Regions from separate parts of the Cyprinus carpio genome. Here region 2 is linked to region 1. A link is a contact called in public Hi-C data. All regions are on one chromosome and are shown on one strand. The core of a region is the stretch at or near the end of the contact, and the rest is flanking DNA. Distances in the headings are between cores, read along the strand shown. Region 1 holds the start of LOC109093484 (mevalonate kinase). Region 2 holds the start of pik3ip1 (phosphoinositide-3-kinase-interacting protein 1).

What was found. Hi-C and Micro-C count contacts between places; a contact is called where the count stands out from the background.
Region 2: a contact with region 1 is called in a Hi-C map of liver, with 6 times the contacts expected there. The contact joins the promoter of pik3ip1 here to the promoter of LOC109093484 in region 1. A contact is called at or near these places in 2 of 8 Hi-C or Micro-C datasets (liver and skeletal muscle).

Annotation. Positions count from the first base shown.
Region 1 is chrB5:2,906,754-2,912,661 of ASM1834038v1, forward strand. LOC109093484 (mevalonate kinase) reads left to right here and starts at 3,331. Exons shown (of 12, transcript XR_006154817.1): 1 at 3,331-3,617; 2 at 4,717-4,864; 3 at 5,037-5,178; 4 at 5,274-5,429. LOC109093480 (corrinoid adenosyltransferase) reads right to left here and starts at 3,193. Exons shown (of 9, transcript XM_019107225.2): 1 at 3,007-3,193; 2 at 2,825-2,880; 3 at 2,629-2,722; 4 at 2,464-2,521; 5 at 1,770-1,842; 6 at 1,580-1,677; 7 at 1,328-1,392; 8 at 1,175-1,234; 9 at 511-1,046. The coding sequence starts at 3,101. The coding sequence ends at 962.
Region 2 is chrB5:3,596,259-3,602,158 of ASM1834038v1, forward strand. pik3ip1 (phosphoinositide-3-kinase-interacting protein 1) reads right to left here and starts at 4,272. Exons shown (of 6, transcript XM_042723660.1): 1 at 4,020-4,272; 2 at 3,622-3,720; 3 at 3,060-3,176; 4 at 1,163-1,357; 5 at 997-1,075. The coding sequence starts at 4,095.

The DNA.
Region 1 (5,908 bases), core at 2,081-4,580:
ATATTAGAACGTTTTTTGTAACAATGTATAAGCCTTTACTGTCATTTTGTGATCTTTCTCACACAAGCTATTAGTATTTGCCTTTACAAATGTGCCAAGCAGTCAAATGACGAAGATTGTAAAACCTGGAGATGCTTTTTTATGTCATCCATTTCACTCAACAACAGTCCGTATACAATAGATGTAACAAGGTGACAGACTGAAAAACAGTCAGGAAAAAAGTACACCGTAAAAAAATTACAAGAAAGGTACAAAGCTTTCACTGGGGCTGTACCTTATTTTGACCTTTTTCTATCTTATTTACCCCTAAATGGTACATATTAGTATCTTAAATGTACATATTAATACTGTATTAATAAAGTTCATATTAGTACCTAAGTATATCAGAGACAGTAAAGACATTTGCAATGTTACAAAAGATTTCTATTTCAAATAAATGCTGTTTTTTTCTTAACTTTCTATTCACTAAAATCGATCATGGTTTCTACAAAAAATATTAAACAGCACAACATGTATGATGTATGTATTTATATTGTAAAATCAACCATTTTTGCAAAGTGAACAGAATACAAATGGTAATATTACACAATAATTTGACCATAGTAGTTGCTCTGTGTAATAAATATGAAAAGAAAAAAAAATCCTAATTTTTTTTTTTTTAACTTTACATAACGGTACAATATGGGATCATGAATATAATACATAGTTTCATTAAAAATTATTTAGCAACTCTAAATATGACTGCAGAATGTTTGGAGTATTCTCCTGAATAAACATGTTCCCTAAATGTTTATTGTTCCCTCTATAGTTTTTTTTTTTTTTTTTTTTTAACAGTGTACAGTGTACTCTGGGACAAATTACCTGACCAGTGTTTTTGTATTTAGACATTTACACTAGGACTTGGAAACAAGAGCAACATGGTTCAAGTTCTAGATGAGACTCTGAGATGTTTTCTTCCTCCCTATTCAGGTCTTCTGTAGATCGTTTCTCCATTGCCCTCTTTCATAGCAGCATATCTAGCCACCGTGAACAAGTAGTCACTCAATCTGTTAAAGCATTGATAAAACTTATATCAATTAATGAAATACAATTCTCAAAATAACTCACTGAATAAAATTCACAGATCCAAATTAAATATTATACATAGTGACTAATAGTTAGAATAGGTTCATACCTGTTCAGATATTTGGCAACTTCAGGGTCTGTCTCACCCGAACGGACAACAGGGGCAACACTGTAATAGATAATATAAGACCTTTCATACTGACACAGCGGTTAAGGTAATACAAGTAGAACTGATATTGAATATTGCGTATGCCAGACTGACCAGCGTTCAGCCCGTCGACACACTGCTCTGGCCACATGTAAAGCTGCACTGCTCTTCCCTCCTGACTGCAAATTGAGTGTGAGATTAAAAGGCTTTCCTTCAGTAATTACTTTAATTGCAGTATTGTTTTTCATCAACATGTTTGTAGCAACCCAAAATCAGATACTGTACAATTCTTTATGTACATTATGGCAATATTTCAAGTACTTTGTGGAGATTGTGTAATCATACATATTTCTGGAACAAACATACAGGAAGTATGAAGTTGGTGAGTGGAGGCAGCTCCTCTGTGAACGAATCGATCCAGCTCTCCAGCTCAATCACAGTCTGGGAGCTGAACTTCGTCTTCTCTGTTTAAAACAAGAATATCATAATCATAACATAACAAGGTTTATGCTTTCCTACTTTAAATAGATTAGAAATGTCCTATGATTCTGCTTACTGATATGACTGTCTCTAGCGGATGACCGGGGAGTGGCAATATTTGACCCTACATCCTGTAGTACACACTGGATCTGTTCAGAACAGAGAAGTATACAGACACTTAAGCCAAGTAAAATCTAAACCAAGTGCCATTTACATGAAATCACTTCAAATCTGAGATCAAATAACTTTGTACACCCAATAAAATCAACTTGACACCAGCTTGGTTTAAAGTGATTGCAAAAATCACTCTGAAAAGGAATTCTGTGGAAAGGCCTAGAATTATTTATTTGCCGATTTGGTATAAAAGCGATATAATTTAAGCTTTTTAAGAGTGACTTAAGTTTTCAAATGCTTTCAGGGCCACTTTAGTAAAATGAACAATCCACCTAAAATGCAAATTTGCTGAAAATTTCACACCCCCAGGCCATCAAAGATGTAGATAAGTTTGTTTCTTTATCAGAACAGATGTGAGAAAATGTAGCATTACATCACTTGCTCTCTAATGGATCCTCTGCAGTGAATGGGTGCCGTCAGAATGAGAGTCCAAACAGTGATGTAATGCTAAATTTCTCCAAATCTGTTTCAATGAAGAAACAAACTCATCCACATCTTAAATGGCCTGAGGGTTTAGTACATTTTCAATACATTTTAATTTTTGTGTGAACTATTTCTTTAAAATCATGCTCCTCATGTCAGGAAGACACAAGCACCTTCTCCAGCTGATCAGTGAATGAATGGCCGCTGTCAATGCTAAATTCTCTGGCTAACCTGAAAGAGAGAACGAGAGACTTTGTTTTTCTTCTGTAAATGAACTCAAATCAGGATTTTAGTCATTTTTGACCCACACACTATGCCACATTGACTCCATCCATTACCCAACTGCTGATGATAACTCATCTGTTGTTCCCAAAGCCTCAAATATATGATCCTCCTTTGGTCTCCTCTCACCTGTGAAGGTACTGGAAAACCCTAATGAGGTCAGACATTGGAAACAAAACAAAGTTTACACAAACCTCACACTTCTACCACACGTTAGTCAATAATCACGTTTGTAGTGTATAATTAAATAACCTTTGTCTCCAGTTTTTGTGTAGATCTTGGGAATTCGTCTGTTTTCTTCAGATGTGCTGTTATATTAGAAAATCGAGAGAACGTCGGTATAACAGCCATTTCTCTTAAATAAATGTCACGCCACACTGATACAGTTTAGCCTGAACACATGGGATATATGGGTTCAACATTCTTTTTTTTACCTTCTTTCATCCCTACACAAAGGCTGCATCTGCTTTATGCTCCCTAAACGAAGCACACGGTGCAGACCAGCGTACTTGGTCACAAAAACCGACATCGTAGACGTTAAAACATTTCCAAACGCGCTCCTGTGTTTACTATTTACAGTTTTGACAGCTCTTGCTGCCCGTAGACGGGCGTTCTATCGCGCAACCGATGACGCGATGTGGTGCGAAATGCGATTGGTGTTTTGAGAGTTGGTGGCTATGCCAGCTTCGTTCTGATTGGCCGGTTTAGAGTCAGCGATCTGAGAGGTTAATTCTGATTGGTGCAGGCTACAGCGACAGTACACGTGTATGGCAGCGCGCAAGCAGACGCGATGAGTTTGACGCTTTACAACAGGAGCTCTCGATTATTTGGCAAAACTGTTATTTTTAAGTGTAGTGCGCTGAGTGTATCTTGGTGTATGAATTGAAATATGAGATTTTAGCAAGGCGTTATTGCTTTGGTCAGCATACACTGGTGCAATTTCTCGAAAATATCTTACAAATCTAAGATGCAAACGCTAGAGTTTTTCGTTTCTGCTCCAGGGAAGGTGATTCTGCACGGTGAGCATTCTGTCGTGCATGGACAGGTGAGTGTTTCGTCATTAGAGACCCAAACACTGACCTGATGAAGTGATGAGTTTTCCCTTTTCCTCCATTAAGAACCAGGTCTAAAAAAATCACAGCAGTGAAGCATGTTCTGCTTAGGATTTTGGATATATTAATTTGTGATTTACTGTGTGTGGGAATAATATAGAAAATGTTTTACTTTTTCTGTTTATGTAAATATTTAATATTTCGATATTATGCAGTTTTTAATGTATAGTTTTTCATTATGTGACTGAAAATGTGCATTATGTAGGTTGACATTTTTGAGAGATGTACAGTAATTTATTAACACTTACAGGTCAAGTGGTAGAAATTATATGGTAAAAATGGTATCAGTGACGTGTGATTTATTTATTTATTTATTTATTTATTTATTTATTTATTTTGGAGTCTCCAGCATTAAATATGTTTATTTTTTTCTTGTCAGAACTGTTGCTGTGTCAGTTTTTTTTCCCAACAATTTTTTATTGATTTTCCAATAAAACAAACAATAACCAAATAACAAAAATTATATCACCAAAAGGAAAATAAGTTACAAAAACATTCCAAATATGCTAATCAAAGCAGCAGTAATTAAAATAAAACAAAACAGAGCAAAAATATGTCACACTCAAAACATTAATACATGCACCCTCTTATTTCTTAAGGAAATCAATTAAAGGTGCCCACATCTCTTCAGATTGCTGTGCTTTACCCCGTGTAATGTACGTTAACTTCTCTAAAGTAACACACATTGCCATCTCCTTGTTCCAAGAGTGTGCAGAAGATATTTCAGTCTCTTTCCAACTCAAAGCAACCATCCTCCTGGCCTGCAGGAGGCCAAAGTCGATAAGAGTCCTCTGATTGTTATTGATAGAAAGATGATCTGGGTATATCCCCAGAATACAAAGTTTTGCAATGCACGGTATTTGAGTTTTTGTGATGTTACTTAGGGTACAGACAACCATTTTCCTGTGTCATAGTTCACGGTGTCGGCTGTGTTATTTAATTTTTTAACCAATATTTATTTAATAGCCATTGTTTAATGGCTTAATCAATTGTTCTGAAGTCTGTTGTCTGTTTTTAATCAACCTTAAACAGGTTGCTTTGGCTGTGAGTTTGAACCTGCGCACGTTCCTGCAGCTGCAGTCCACATCATCCGGTGAAGTGCACATCAACCTCCCCAATATTGACACTTTTCTGTCCTGGGAAATAACTGCACTGCAGTCTCTTCTGGCAGGGTGTAAAGGTGATTTTTATTCAAAATTTCATTTTCACCCCAAAATGAAAATTCTGTCAGTATTTACTCCTGTATATTCTGTGTGTCATGATTATTTGGACTGTTCATTGAAGTTGTAATAATGCAGTGTCGGAATGCAATCATCTCCGGCCCATGTTTCTCTGACTGTTCGTTGTTTCAGCAGAGCAGGGTGGCCTGAAGGAACTAGATGCAGATCTTTTGAAGAGACTACGTGAATTCACCAGGATTTCAGAGGATTCCACAGACACAAGAAGCATGGCAGTCTTGGCCTTCCTCTATATGTACCTGTCTGTTTTTGCAGAGTAAGAACACCATTAAACTCTCTGTATCATTTATTAAAACTGCATAAATTTGAAAGCTGCATTTATGGACTTTTGACATCTGCTGTTGCTTCCAGGTCTCTGGCCAGTATCACGGTGTCCGTGTGGTCAGAGTTGCCCACAGGAGCAGGTTTAGGCTCTAGTGCTGCCTATAATGTTTGCCTGTCTGCCGCTCTGCTGTCTGCTAGAGGAAACATATCAAATCCTCTTACACCACAGCAGGAGTCAGCCAGGTAACACTTCATTCTAACGGATTATGGGGCTTTTATGTAGATAATGTAAGTAAGGATTGTTTCATTTGCTTTTAACTCTTTAAAAGTGATGTACAGTCAATTATTAAAGGGAGTGCCCTCCTGAAACCAGCCCAGATTGTTAGCGATAAGGTTACTCCACCCTTGAAATTCAGATGATAGATTAAGTAACCAAAGACCAGAGATTAAGTCTTTGTCCTTCGTCTATCCTCTCAAAATTTGAAAATGTGTGGTTCAAAATACACTTTCCGGAGGAAATAAGGATAAAAAGGCATAACATTTAGAATTGTTTTGCTGGTCACACTCAATCACATTTAGCTGCAGTGTTTCTGCAGGTGATCACCTTTATTATCTTTTCAGTCCTCTTCATCCTACATTATCGTTTAATAAAAATGTATAAAAAAAACACAAGGACTGGAATAGGGCATTTTTTCACAAATGATGATTTTATTTGAACAAAA
Region 2 (5,900 bases), core at 3,022-5,521, 690 kb after region 1:
AGAGGACCCAGCTCTAATTCGTCACTCGCTGCCAAGCAAGAAACTGATCTCGATCACTATCCTTTACCGTTTCTTGAAAATGGGAGTTGAATGCTGGAGAAATCTCATATTACTAAACATACCCCTGTCTTATCCTTCCTTTCACTCCATCCCTAGACATTCAGACTGTGCATGGCATACTTGTTATGCAATCCTCCTACACTTACCCAGCACTTTCCTGCCTGTGTGTCTGCAGTGAGCCCTGCTTTATCACAACTGAACCGAGCACTACTGCTCTTGCAAGGACTAAAGTATTTGGTTGAAAAGTTTGCGATCCATGTGCTATAACATCATAACATGCTTCCTGTGGGTGACATTGTCCTAGTATTATAGGTTAACCCTCCTCTCAGCCCAACATCCTGCCCCTGCTTATTAATACTGAGCCAATTAATCGCTAGATAAACGATGACATGCACACATTATCAGCTGACACAGGAGTACATGCTGCCCAAGGCTACTGAGTGCCCCTCTAAACTCTTTACAAGATTTTTACTGTCATCTATTATCACATAAAACATATTGTCATATCACCAGAAATGGCAACTAATCTGAGTGATTGTAAATGTACAAAACAATTGATACCTCTATTGATATCAGCTTTCAGATTCCTTCTGGTCCTCCCCAAACTCAACACCCACTTCGAAATGTCAAAACAACCTCCTAAATATAGACAGCCAAGATGCCTCCAATATCTGCACCCACTCACCATCTCTCTCTCATGTGTCTAATGGCATTAAAATGGCAGTGTTATATGAACCTGCTATGTGTTTCCAGCTAAAGCCCGCGACATCCTTTAACTCTGTTCACGCGACTCGGAGTAGATCAAAACCAGCGTCTCCACAAGTCTCCTCAATCTGAAGAACTGAAGTGCCTGGATTTTGTCTGTTGTGCTTTTCTATTGATATCCATTCTTATGTGCACACTGTAATGGGACATTGTGTTGCAGGTTGTACTGACCGTTTGTAGAAGTATCCTATTGTGATGCCACCTCCAAGTAGGATGATAATGGCCATCATGAAGACGGCCAGAACATAACCTGCCAAGGTAGCAAAGACAACCAATATACCCATGAACTTCTCGGTTCTTGGATGTGGTTTGGTGTTTTAGACAACTCAACACTTACCGAGAGTCCCAAGGTCTTTCTTCTTCTTGGGTCCACTCCTGACCTGCTGTCGGACTCCCTTCACGGGCTGCACCGCCGCACCCTCCACCTGCGAGGGGAAGGAGTCAGTGTTTTCGAAGGTCTCCACCATCCTTGGGGTGAGTCCCTGAGTGGGGACCGACTCTTCTGAAGCAGTGGCTTCTGTGGAGTTTTGGTCTGTGGGGTGACAGGATATGATTGTTTTTTTTTCTCTCAATCTGTGTGCTAATGTGAACCAGCTTTGCACTCCCATCAATTAACAAATAATTTATACTAAGCAGTTTTGCTGTGGTCTGGGAGTGAGTGCTCTGAACGGACAATTGTTTTCTTGCGGTTGTTGATTGGATGGAGGCAGATCAGAATGTGAGCTTGCAGATTATAAGAAAGGGGTGATATGTAAGTGGATTAAATGACTGGAAAAGTAAGGCATACATCACCAGAAGTCTGTGAAGTTTAAAAATTAAGATTTAAAAAATAAAAAATGAAACATTTTCATGGATGAATCATTCAAATAACTAACATGCATTTAGAAAATTGATGGGGTGAATTTTAACTCATGCTGACTTCAAACAGCTAAAAAAAAAAAAATCGATTTTTTGGTCTGAAAACATGCTCCACCCAAGTATGTGAAAAGAAACAGACATTATAATTGCTCATTACATTCTGAAATGAGTCAGAACGCAATTCGCAAAACCCAGAAATAATAGTGTACTGTTATGCTTTTCCTAAAAAAGCTTTAGCTTTTACTAGACACACTAGGCGAATACTAGATAAATGAGATAAAGTTTGGCTATTTTGACCTAATGAGGTGGACCTGATATATTTCAGAGGCCCCATAGAAAGAATTCACAGCTGAGAACATTAACATTTACTTCTCTTGCTGGGGTCCAGGCCTTTTAAATTTTTCAACCACCCTCTACTCTGAAAAAGCTGTTTACACACTCCAGCAGAGTTAAAGAACATTAGTTCACAGCTCAGCTAGCCAATCAGAAGCTGTTGCCGTGGTGCGCATCTTTCTCACGGCCAATCATAATCCCAGAGGGCGGGGCCTACACCTTCTCTTGAACAGCCGCAGAACAAGTTTCCTGTTTGTTCCTTTGTCTGTCCCAACTGAAGAAACCTCAAGGCTGATGAGTCTAGACTCGTGTTGTTGTTCAACTTTATCTGTCCTTGCAGTGTGTTGAGTCAAAAGATAGTTTTGAGGAAACTGCATCAGGTTGAATTAAAACTGATCAAGTAGATTTTTTTTTTTTAAGTAGGATACATTCTGCTGTATTGTTTTTGTTGTTAATAAACCAAATAAAAGTAAATAAAAATTATTAATGGCAAAAGTAAAGTTTGGTTCAGTTCCAGTTTTTAGAGTAGGCTCTGAGGAAACTGAAATATTTGGTGCCGACCTTTTTCACTCCCTAGAGGATGTTTTCTTAAAGCTATTTGCTTTTTCCCACAAAAAAAGTAGATTGCACATTGCACATTTCTGCAATGTGCAAAAAAACTGCACATTTCTGCTTTACGTAAATATTTTTAAATTAGCTTCCTCCATGTTCTTGGAAGAAACAGTGTGCAGCTAAACGAATGAGATGCTGGAAACAGAGTAACACGTTAGTAAGACCCAGTTGTGAAATGCCTGAGAAAGACACGAGTTAAATAAATCACTTTCATATATCAAAATCCCATTTCATGCTGGAGTGTTCATCTCTTTTCTTCCCCCAAAAGTGCTCGGTGATATTCATTTTATTACAAAGGTTTAATGTGAAGAATTTGGAAAATTAACATTTATATGCCTATAAGCTGCAACCATTTATATATATATATATATATATATATATATATATATATATATATATATATATATATATAAAAGAGTGAACATGGCTACCTTGGCATGTCCTAATATCACATGCTTCTTTTCTGGTCGCTCCATCGGACCCGGAGACATAGCACCAGGGCTTCTCTGAAGCATCTGGGTTGCGGCAGAAATTGTGATCTCCAACATCTGGCGAGAAGAAAACAAAATGATGAACCTTTAAAATTTGATTTAATGGATACCTAACAGTTTCGAACCAATATATATGTGTTATGTTTTGTTTGTGTGAGCATGTGTTTTTGAATTGTAGTGAGTGTGTCCCACATGGACGTCCCCTCATCTGGATTATGGAAGAGTGAGTGCTCAGCTTTTTGAGTTGGGCTCTTAATATAATCTAGGCAGCATGCCCATAACCATAATTTACAAAAATCTATAATCAGCAACATTGACAGTTTGGAAACTGCACTCTCTTATTAAAGGATACAATCTGTAAATATGCTTGATTGTGTGTATCCTAGCTTAATTTCCTCAAATATGCTTACATTGTTTTGGGGTGCTGTTTTGAAAGAGCTTGATTTCAAATTTTATAATAAATGTGTACAAAACCATCATGAAAAGTAGAACCATACTTCACCTGTCTGTGAGTTCAGACTCTTCCAGTTGAGGCAGATATTCCCTGTGGATGTCTTCTGTTGAATTCCCCTATAGTGCTCTCCATTAGATGTAATACACTCTGAGGGAAATAATCACCTTCATGTGATTTGGAAAATTGGTTTCCGTTCCATTAATTTAGAATAAAGTGGTTACATTATAATGACTAAACATTTACTACACTAAAACAATAGTCAATACTTTTCCAGTATAAACGTGCTTTGTTTGTTATGAACAGATATGAAAGAATCATGTACAAACACTGATGTAAAATGCAAAAGCATGAAAACAAACCCTCATAAACTCAATCACTTGAACTACATCCTACAAATGTATTATTATTTTTTAGAAAGTTATCCCAACACACAAAAGGGATCTTACCTTCAACAACAGACCAACAGTCCACCAAACCAGAGCTCAGCAGAAACACAAAGTACAGCAGTTGAAACATTTTCATTCCGTGATGTTTTCAACAAGAAGAAGAATGATGATTTTTTATATATATTACGAAACGAAACGATCTGTTTAAATGGAAAAGCCTGTGGTAAGTCGAGCCACACTGCTCTCCAAACACACCTCAGTCGTGCTCTTGTTTTGAGCTGTGAGCTGGTAAACAGCCTGAGAGCAGAGGATCCCTGCAGTGACGCCGCGTCCTTCAGGTCCTAAACACAGCCGTTTCTCTCGTAATCATGTGTGGAACATGCGATTTTGGTAGAATAAAATGTCCGCCAGGACACCGGAATGTTCCAGCAGACGACTGATTATTTTTATTTGAATAATACCATTAACCCGTTTAATCCCACCGGTCACAATAGTGACCGTAAAAAAGGTTTCCATTTATAAAGCTCTGAAAACCTTACTGACTGATGTTTTAGTGCACTTCCTGCAAATATGGAAAAAATAAAGTGTCTCAATTAAATATGTGCAGTTTCACATGATTAGTGCAAATTGTAACATGACCAGAGCAGCTTATTTCCTGTTTGCACCTTGAGAAGAGGCTAGTAAAGTATGTCATCATAAAGAAATGACAAAGATTTTTGGTACACATGATCTTTAGGGTGTCTAGTATTAATATATGCATTCACATGAATTTAGTTTTGTTGAGTGTGGTCATAGAATGAGTAAACATGTTGATGGTCACAATAGCGACCGGTGGGATAACAGTGGATTTAGGTATACAATATAAATCCAATTGCAGTTGCTAGTGAAAATGACAATAAAATGTTGCATTGACAAAATAAATTTACTAAACTAAAAATTCAAATGTTACAAAAAAAAATTACAATAATGATGTTTTTATACTCAAAGCATTAATATAAAAATTTGATATTTCACAAAAAAGTAACAATTTTGAAATGCAGTGATAGTTTAATTTTTTTTTTTTTTTTATCTCAATGTTCCTATCAATGTTGCATAAGTTTTTTTGTATGCATAATAGTATCCCTAGAATGTGATCAAACAGTTTAAAATAGCTGGGCTAAGATATATAACCATTTTTATGACTGTGGAAATATGTTCATTCAGTACTCACCTTATCCCACCGGTCACATGGGTTAATATTAATAATAATAATAGTCACTATGTATATAAAATATTTTGATAAACACACACAAATGTTTTAATTTGACATAACCAGTGTTGGGGAGCAACTAACTTACCTGTAACCGAATTACGTTATTTAATTACAAAATAAATGTAACTGTAAACTGCGAATACAAAGTTGGTTGCATAGGCCTATGCATATTTTCACACACATACAGATATGATTGATTTCTTTACCAAACTGCATTGACTGCCTTTAATATGAGACACCAATGTTTCCGGAGTTTAGGACACAGAAGAGGACACATGCTTTTTCTGTTTTATTTCCTTTTTGGGTTTATGTATATGCTTTATTTTTTAAGTTGCTAGCCTAACAAGGCATTGTTAGATTCCAGTGTTTCCTGTCATAGCTATGCAAAGATTTGATTTTAAAAAACAGCATCATAGCTATTAAAGTGTTAGTTCACCCCAAAAGGAAAATTCTATCATTAATTACTCAGCCTCATGTCGTTCCAAACCAGTAAGACCCTTTGTTCATCTTCAGAACACAAATTAAGTTATTTCTGATGGAATCTGAGAGCTCTCAGACCCTCCATAGACAGCAACGCAACTGCAATGTTCCCAGACACAGAAACATAGCAAGGACTTCAGTAAAACAGTCCATGTGACATAAGTGACTCAACTTCATTTTTGCGAAGCTACGAAGCTACGAGAACAAAA